Regions from separate parts of the Drosophila melanogaster genome. Here region 2 is linked to region 1. Evidence: chromatin contacts called from public Hi-C data. All regions are on one chromosome and are shown on one strand. Each heading gives the region's core, a stretch centred on a gene start, on an enhancer-like site or on the middle of the called end of the contact. The rest is flanking DNA. Distances are from core to core; before and after follow the strand shown. Region 1 holds the start of Alg-2 (Apoptosis-linked gene-2). Region 2 holds the start of CG41128.

The links. Hi-C and Micro-C count contacts between places; a contact is called where the count stands out from the background.
Region 2: a contact with region 1 is called in a Hi-C map of the S2 cell line, with 2.1 times the contacts expected there. The contact joins the promoter of CG41128 here to the promoter of Alg-2 in region 1. A contact is called at or near these places in 11 of 107 Hi-C or Micro-C datasets (the Kc167 cell line, the OSC cell line, the S2 cell line and 2 more) and 1 of 6 datasets of contacts at active chromatin or transcription factors (the Kc167 cell line).

Annotation. Positions count from the first base shown.
Region 1 is chr3R:3,620,472-3,624,910 of dm6, forward strand. It overlaps Alg-2 (Apoptosis-linked gene-2), which reads left to right and starts at 2,672. Exons shown (of 3, transcript NM_001110989.3): 1 at 2,672-2,804; 2 at 2,859-3,234. The coding sequence starts at 2,746.
Region 2 is chr3R:3,748,506-3,752,944 of dm6, forward strand. CG41128 reads left to right here and starts at 1,858. Exons shown (of 2, transcript NM_001015402.3): 1 at 1,858-2,034; 2 at 3,662-3,848. The coding sequence starts at 1,953. The coding sequence ends at 3,798.

The DNA.
Region 1 (4,439 bases), core at 1,422-3,921:
GGTGAAGGACATATTTAGTCAAATTTACAATGCATGAGGAGCATACATGTGCACACATATAGTTTATAGTTGTCTGCTATCACTGTGTGCGTAGAAAAGAGCTGTTCTAGAGCCACGGCGAAAAAATCGTATGGCGTTACGCATCTTTATATTCTAGTGTCTTTGCTCAGATGGTAGTATTTCTAGGAAAACGTCTTCTTCTTTTTCGCATATATAGATAGAACTTTATCTATTGGCAAGGTAAGGCTGACGGCAGAGTGCGCGCGAGAAGCGAAGCCATAATATTTTGCGAGAATGAGCGATAAACCACTACATCCATTTTTAAGTGCAATCGCTCGAAATATGTCACAGTGAGAGCGAAGCGAATTGCGAGCTCAAGCGATAAAGCGAGGGCAAAGCGAGAATGCAGCTAGCAACCTGCTTTATCTCTTAAACTCCCTCAGAGAGTACGATTGTTTTGTTGTGTTCAAACAACACGTTTAATGTTTTTTTTTTTTTGTTATATTCTGTGCTTTATTTACATAATTTATTAATTTTTGGCAAGGCAGTTTAACAAAATTTGGCCAATTCTTCGTCATAAGACTACTAAATTATGATTTTAAATTTCATTTTTTGCCCGTTTCTAATGAGTGTTCATTATAGGGCCATTGGTTGCCCATGAGAACTCCCAGACCTGTGTTCACTAGATCACTGGGATTTCCGTGTGATCCTCCTATTTCATATAACACACTACGCGAAACAAGTTTTAAGTGCACTTCCTGTAATATAATTGTTAAACAAAATGTAGATTTAGGCATATGGAATATAAACGGACAGGCAGTACAGTTTAAGCTTTGAAAGAAATATTAGGAGAATAACAATTGCATGACAGACAGTCAACAGCGAAGATTTACTTCATTCACACATAGCTAAGAATCCTATAATCAATTAGAATTATACAAAAAGACAATTTCTATCATTATTATTCAAATTAATAATTCAAAAGAAAACAATAAATTCCCATAGCGAAATCATTCTGAAATCCTAAAAAAGGTGATGATGATCCAGATGATCTATAACAATTCGTAATATATTCCATATATAATAATCAATTTATTTCAATACACTTAGGATAGAAAAATTCAATCAACCGGACGCTAATGTTGTCGGCTTCGACGCTGCGATGAAGGTGGGGTACGAACTGAACCGCTTACAGAACAATGACCGCCGCTGCAGTGGTGCCAGCGAGCCAGATGCTGACGCTGCGATGGTGGTGGGGTAGGAACTGCCCCGCTTACCCCGAGAAGAAAGTGCTGCGTTTTAACTCCTCCCCCTTTAAGACCTGCGTCCCACAGGTTAAGTAGCCTTGGTCTGTCCGGAGGCAACGGGCGGATGCGAGATCACGGTGATATTGCCTGGTTTCCTCCACAGGAAACACAAGAGAGAAAAGGTGAGCAGAGCCAATTCTGCCTCCGTTAGGAATGACCTCGGCCATCTTTTCCAAGTTCTTTAAACTCACGTCATGTTCGTACTCCAGAGATAGCTGGTAATCGTTGGCTGTTACTTGTGTTAGGACGGCCGGCAATGCCATCCTGTAAATTTGTATCGATTTGCCAAAAAACTTTTTGCCACGCTCACTCTATCGCCCAAAAGTCGACCAGCCAGTCATGCCCACACTTTGGAACAATGTTATATCCCCGATGATAATGTTCCAATTGGCTCAATTACCTGACACGCTTCGTCTGCCTTAGTTTGGGTTTGACACAAACGTACAAAATTTTTATTCCTCCATTTAAAAAATTTTTTGAACTATGATTTTAAATTTCATTTTTTGCTTTACCAGTTTCTAATGAAATGGCAAAATAAATCGTCACCTAAAAATTTAATAAATAGTTTAATATATTAAAGCTTAACAAAGAAACAAATATTTTTAAATTTCTACAGCTCTCTCCCCCTAGATGAGTATCGGGTATCTGATACTCCAAAAATTCTACTCTGGTTTCGTGTTTTTATATAATATTATTCTAAATTCTTACTAAATAGTGTCACTGCAGGTGCACAAATTGTATTGGATTGGGCACTGGGCCATAATGATTATGCTTACATATGTAATTATTAATACGGCTATTTTAATCACTTAAAAAGAATAATTTTAAATTTTGTAAAAAAAAATTTTGTATGTGTTTTTGACTTTGATCAAAGAGTCAAAGAGAGTGTTTTCGTGCTGTAGCGAAATTGAAGCGAAAGTGTTTTCTGTAGCATTCTTAAAGGTCTACCTGTGGGTGGTTAATCTGCAGTTTAGTTGTGCCATATAAATAGCTGAAGGTTAGGGAAAAAAGTTTCGTTATATATGCGTTTAGGTGTTTTATTCTATATCTATATATTTACTCTCCTAAAACAGAAGAGGGATTTTCCGTTAGCTAATCCATTAGTCAATTTTAAAAATTGGTTACGGAAAAGCGATTTTTTAACAGACCTATTTCCTTTTAATTACATATCTTAAATCTTAAAACTATGTCAAAACTTGTTGAGCTAGCTTACTAATGGCGATATAAATAATCTATATCATATATTAGAATTAAATCTCTCAACTGTTGTCTGTGCGAATAGTCTATAATGAAACATTTAGGTCTGTTGGAATATGGTATAATTAAAATTGTCAAATTATTGCACATTGATATTAATCAAAAATTGTATGTCCTCAAATAAACGATAACAGTTTTATTCTGCAAAGTTTGCACTGTAACAAACCAATTGTATCCACCAATGGCCTACAATCATGATGGTATGCCAGACCAGCAATTTCTTTGGGATGTTTTTCAAAGGTAACAGTCACAGAATAAATACTTCTAACTAGCGATAAAGCGACTTTTTTTTAGAGTGGATAAAGATAGGAGTGGTCATATATCCGCAGATGAGCTACAAGTGGCCCTTTCGAATGGTACCTGGTCTGCATTTAATCCGGAGACTATCCGTTTGATGATTGGAATGTTTGATCGTGAAAATAAAGGGACTGTGTCCTTTAAAGATTTTGGAGCGTTGTGGAAGTATGTGACGGATTGGCAAAATTGTTTTCGATCCTTTGATCGTGACAATTCTGGAAATATTGACAAAACTGAGCTGAAAACAGCACTGACATCATTTGGTTATCGTTTATCTGACCACCTAATCGACGTCTTACTACGAAAATTTGACCGCTTTGGGCGTGGTACAATTCTTTTCGATGATTTTATTCAATGTTGTATTGTGCTGTATGTAAGTATGACTGTTATTGCAATATATGAGTACAAGGTAGCTGTTGGCTCTAGAGATTTTCGCTGTCTGGCTTATGAAAAAATTTTTGAGATAGCTTTGAAGCCAGCACGAAAAAATTGTATGGCGTTTCGGGTTTTTTCTAATGTCTTTGCAAACAAACGCTCACCACTTATAAATATGTCAGAACGCTATAGTCGAGTTCTTTACTACCAGTTACTCAGGTAGTGGGAGTGCACGGGAGGTATGCTAATCATCAGATACCCATTACTTCGATTGGGGGTGTGCAAGTTGGAGAAGTTGGAGATATTATAGCAATGCTTTTCCCATTGTTATGCTCGCTAAGGATGTGTAAAGTTTAGCTGAGAGTGCTTATGTCTATATTTCCTATTATTGATTATATTCATATATAAGTTGTTGTCGTTTCCCGTTGTTGGCGCATTTCCCTCTATGCCATCCTTTTTATACCTTTTACTCGTAAACGGGTAGTATACCCGTTCGTTCGTTGAGAAGTATGTAGTGGAAGCGGTTTCGACCCTATAAAGTGTGTATATCCCTGATCAGAAACACTAGTATAAACGTTGTGAACTAGTGATTCTAGCAATCCCACAAAGCGGCTAAAGCGTCCACAACTTTACTTATTTCTATCAATATCTAAATACACATCTTTTAAGCTATGATAGGCAAGGTAATTTACCATAGCATTCTAATTTGTTATACCCGTTACTCGTAGAGTAACTAGTGATTCTAGCAATGCTTACGCAGGGCATATTTTCTTTAGAACGTTTTAATCCCACAAATCAAAAGGTTATACTAGATTAAAAGTCTGTAACAGGCAAAAATAAGCATATATTCTTGATCAGGATCAACAGCCGAGTGTAAATCTATATGTCAGAATCTATTAAAGCTAGAAGGTTGAGATTAAGCATACAGATTCTAGAGACATAGACGCAGCTTCTCCCACGCCCACTTTAACGCCCTAAAGTCGTCGAACCGGTCACGCCCACACTTTGGAACAATTCTTAAATTTTTTCTCATTTTAATCCCCAATATCTATCGATATCCCAGAAGAATAAAAAAATTTCGCATTCGCATTCACACTAGCTGAGTAACGGGTATCTAATAGTCAGGGAACTTGTTTATAGCACTCTCTCTTTTTTTTCAGTTGTTTTTCCAATTTTATCGATATGGCGAAAACATTTTGCCCA
Region 2 (4,439 bases), core at 608-3,107, 130 kb after region 1:
ATCGTCTATCTATTACGCACAAATATAAGCGTTCTCGTCTCCTGTTTTTACTCACACAAGCAAGCAAATTCTATTTTTAGATTTCTTACGCTCTCAGCGTGAGCGAGCGGAAAGAGAGCAATTTTGGCCGTCACTAAAAAAGTGGCTGCATAGTGCCAAACCAATGTATGGCCGTTACGCATCTTGTTCTTCTAGTGTCTTTGATCTGAGAAACAGGTATGAAATATTAGTGGATATCGAATATTGTTTAAGCTAATCTGTGCGTGCACGTCCAAGGGTAAAAAGAATTGGAAAATGTTGTCTCCTCGAAAACTGTTGAGCATAACTTAATATGCCTTTTTATAATCACTAAACATAAAAAATCTTTAGGATACAGTGCTCTGGGAACGAAGTAATACATAGCATCCGTATTGTTATTACATTGGTGCAGGACATGTATTAGCCTATATTATTTATAAATTCCTCAACTTTCTGCAAAAGTGTGAATAGTTTTTTCTTAACCTGGGCCGTTTAATTTTGTTAGTAGGCCCAAAATGAAGTAAACTTTAGGTGAAACAAGAAGGAATATATAGGATATATATATATGTAAATATATATATATATATAAATATGTATATATAAATATATATAGTTATATATAAGTTAATATATTATAAACATGATATAAGAGACCGATTATGTCTGCGTTTTATACTACCTGTAATTAAAAAAAGACTTGTTGGAAAGTTTCATTCATATATACAGTTTGTCAAGAAACTGTTTACACACTGTGAAATAAGTTGAATTTTTGAATTTAAAGGTAAAAATTAAGAGTTTTTTGCTTAATTAAACGCAATTTTTTATAAAATATAGTTAAACAATATTTATTTTACTTATAAGTCAAAAAAATATTAATTATACAACAAAATAAACAAGAAATTCCAAGTTTACACACTTTTGAGACTGTCAAGAAACTCTTTACACAAAACACTAAATCGAAGTTTACTCCTAAATTTTTAAATTATTTCATAAAAATGTTAAAAATTTTAGTATGTAGTATGTGCAATGTACGCACCTGGCTCCTTTATAACTGTGGTAAAGTGATCGATAAGCCCCCTTAGAGTCCTGATCTGAACCCCATTGAAAATTTGTGGACCTACTTAAAGAAGAAGGTGGCAAAAAGGGCCCTAAAACACGACAACAGCTTATGACTGCAATAGTCGAATGGTGTGAAAAGATCCTGCTTGAATATGACCTACAAAAACTTATCCATTCCATGAAAAAAAAGGCTTCAACTTGTAGCGTAAGCCAACGGGGAACATACTACATACTAAAACTTTTAAAATTTTAATGAAATAATTTAAAAATTTAGGAGTAAACTTCGATTAAGTGTTTTGTGTAAAGAGTTTCTTGAAGTGTGTAAACTTGGAATTTCTTGTTTATTTTCTTGTATATTTAATATTTTTAATTTGTTTTTTGATTTATACTTAAAATAAATGTTGTTTAATTATATTGAATAAAAGAATTGCGTTTAATTAAGCAAAGAACCCTTCATTTTTACCTTTAAAATCAAAAATTCAACTTATTTCACAGTTTCTTGACAAACTGTAATTAGTTTCTTAGCTTTGAAGCGTAGAAGCCAGTTTGCAAAAGGAAGGACAGGAGGGCATGGTTATATTGACTTGGCTATTCGTACTTATTAAGAATGTAGTGTTTTTATACAGCCGTAAATGTCTTCTTTAATGCCTCGCAACTTTTTTAAAGATATTAAAATATTCTCTGCGAGGTTATAATATGAATCCGTGTTTCTCTCTCCATAGTTTCTTAATTGTTGGCAACTTATCGACGTTATCTTGACGCACATCGAAATTTACAAAGTACTGGTATTACCCATTGGCCAGTGCGCGTTTGACTACTAATAATTTTACGTTAATAATTTTTTAAGTCCTTTTAACGTTGTTTTGGCAATAAAAATGACTTCTCGCGATAATATTTTCGAGGAAAAAATATGCAATAGATTAGATCATTGCGTTTCTGATGTATTAATTAAAGGATGTGAGTACGAACATTTACGTAACATTTTTAAACCGTGGTATTTGCATATTGAAATATCAATTTTTAAAAGCAAAATCAAAACGGTATTTTAAATGGCATTTATTACCATTTTTAATAACCCAGCATATGATGTATGAAAAATTATAATTTGGCTAGGCTAAGTTGTATAAAGTTGTATGGCATGAGTAGACAAGTGTATTGTTTAAATCTTGCAAACTAAAAATAATTTTATAATTAAAATGGTTTGCTTAAGCTAAACATTCAGAAACGTAATCATACCTCGCAGATTTCCAAAAAACATCAAAATATGCCGAAGTTCGGGATATAAAATAATTTTTTATTTGAATTGTTGATAGAATTATGCAAATAACAATTTTAATATTTCGTTGCAAATCCTTGCTGTCTATGAAAATTTGCAGGCTATTAGGAAACGAGTTGGCTTAGTAAGAGGCAAAGTTGTTTGCGATTTTCACTTTCTCAGCATTTTGTTTTAAAACGGTTTGGTATCCAAATTTGCAACTTTCTTCAATCTTACTCTACTCATTGTTCTTGAGGCTTTTAAAGCTAACTTTTTTGTGAAAATCTTTGGTATGCGGTGTATTACACGTTTTTCCTAGTTCGGCCTTGCGAAAAACTTTTAAGATCGGAATCTTTTGAATAATTTCGTGCACATTGGACTTCCTCCATCCCACCAATTCTGTAATTTTCAAACTGATGTTTCTTCATAAATCAATCAGCTGTGGAATTTCCAAGGACGATTGCTACCCTTTTGGAGTCATTCCAAAGCCCACAAGCCAGCTCACAGAAGCTGGGGTCGGAAAAATCGAATTTTAGATATTTGAAAGCTAAAATCGTTTGCCCACCAATTAGTTTTTATGCCCACGTCCAGATTTCGAGATCTGTATTTTCGAAAAAGAAAATTCGCGAAAATAAAAACGTTGACTTTTTCTATCGTTTTTTTTTTATACCTAATTTATTTTTGTAACCTTAAAAAATACCTGTTTAAAAATATTTATCGTTTGCCCAACCTTTTAAAGTAACTAATTTTGTTAAGCCACCTCTCGAAATATTATTTTTTTCAATTAATAACATTTCATTACCATTTGATAAAACGGTTTTTAAGAATCGATATCATCCTTTAAAATTAGATTTGCCCATACTTTAACATTAGTTTTCATCATTTGTCTATCCTTTAAAATTTTTTTTATTTGCACTTCCATTTTTCTATCGTTTTATTTAATACTTAATTTATTTTTGTAACATTAAAAAATACCTGTTCAAAAATATTTATAGTTTGCCCACCCTTAAAAGTAACTAATTTCGTTAGCCCACCTCTCGAAATATTTTTTTTTTCAATTGCAAAAAAAAACTAATTTGTCGGCAACCATGGGCAAACAATTCCATTTATCAAATTTCGATTTTCCGACCCCAGCTTCTTTGGGATCCACCGACCACCCAATACTGCCACAACCACAATTTTTAAAAATGTGTTGAAAATGTTGATTTTACTATTTGTCTTGCCAAACATATCTAAAAAAATCGTACCAAGCTCACTCTAATATTAGCTCAATTAAATAATTTAACTAATTAAATTAAATTGGATAAATAAAATACCACTTTTTTTCAGGTGGAGGCGTAATTATTGGATCTGCTGTATCTTTCTTAATTTTAAAGAGACGAGCATGGCCTGTATGGCTCGGCGCTGGATTTGGAATGGGCATCGCTTATAGGACGTGTGAAAAGGATTTAAATTCTTTAAAATAAAGATTATTACCTTTTAATTCAAATAAAATATTTAATTGAGTAATGAAAATAATATACTTATTTAGTGCTTATTAATACTGAGGCCTTAAGAGTGTTGAATTATGTGATTTTCCAAAAATATTCCAAAAAAGACAATTTAATATTATAATCCATTTGTGATCACCATTATCCGTCTTGAAGAGAAATCTATTTTGCATGTTATACACCATGTCAGGATACGATTATTTTAAGAAGCTCTCGGAGAGCTCTAGAGAAAGCAGCTCTTTTGTACGCTAAGGCTGACGACAGAGTGTGTTCGAGAAGCGATAATATTGCGCGAAAACGAGCGATAAACCACTGCATGCATTTTTAAGTGGAATCGCTCGAAAGATGTCAGAGTGAGAGCGAAGCGAGTTACGACCTCAAGCGATAAAGCGAGAGAGCAGTTTACAATCTGCTTTATCGCTTCAACTCGCTCAGAGCTTACGATTTTTTTGTTATATTCTGTGCTTTATTTACATAATTTATTAATTTTTGGCAAGGCAGTTTAACAAAATTTGTCGAATTCTTCGTCAAACGACTTTTAATTTTATTTAAAATATAATAAAAAGTCGAAATAGACATCCGCGCATAATTAAAAAACCTTTCTGGGTGGTTTCGTA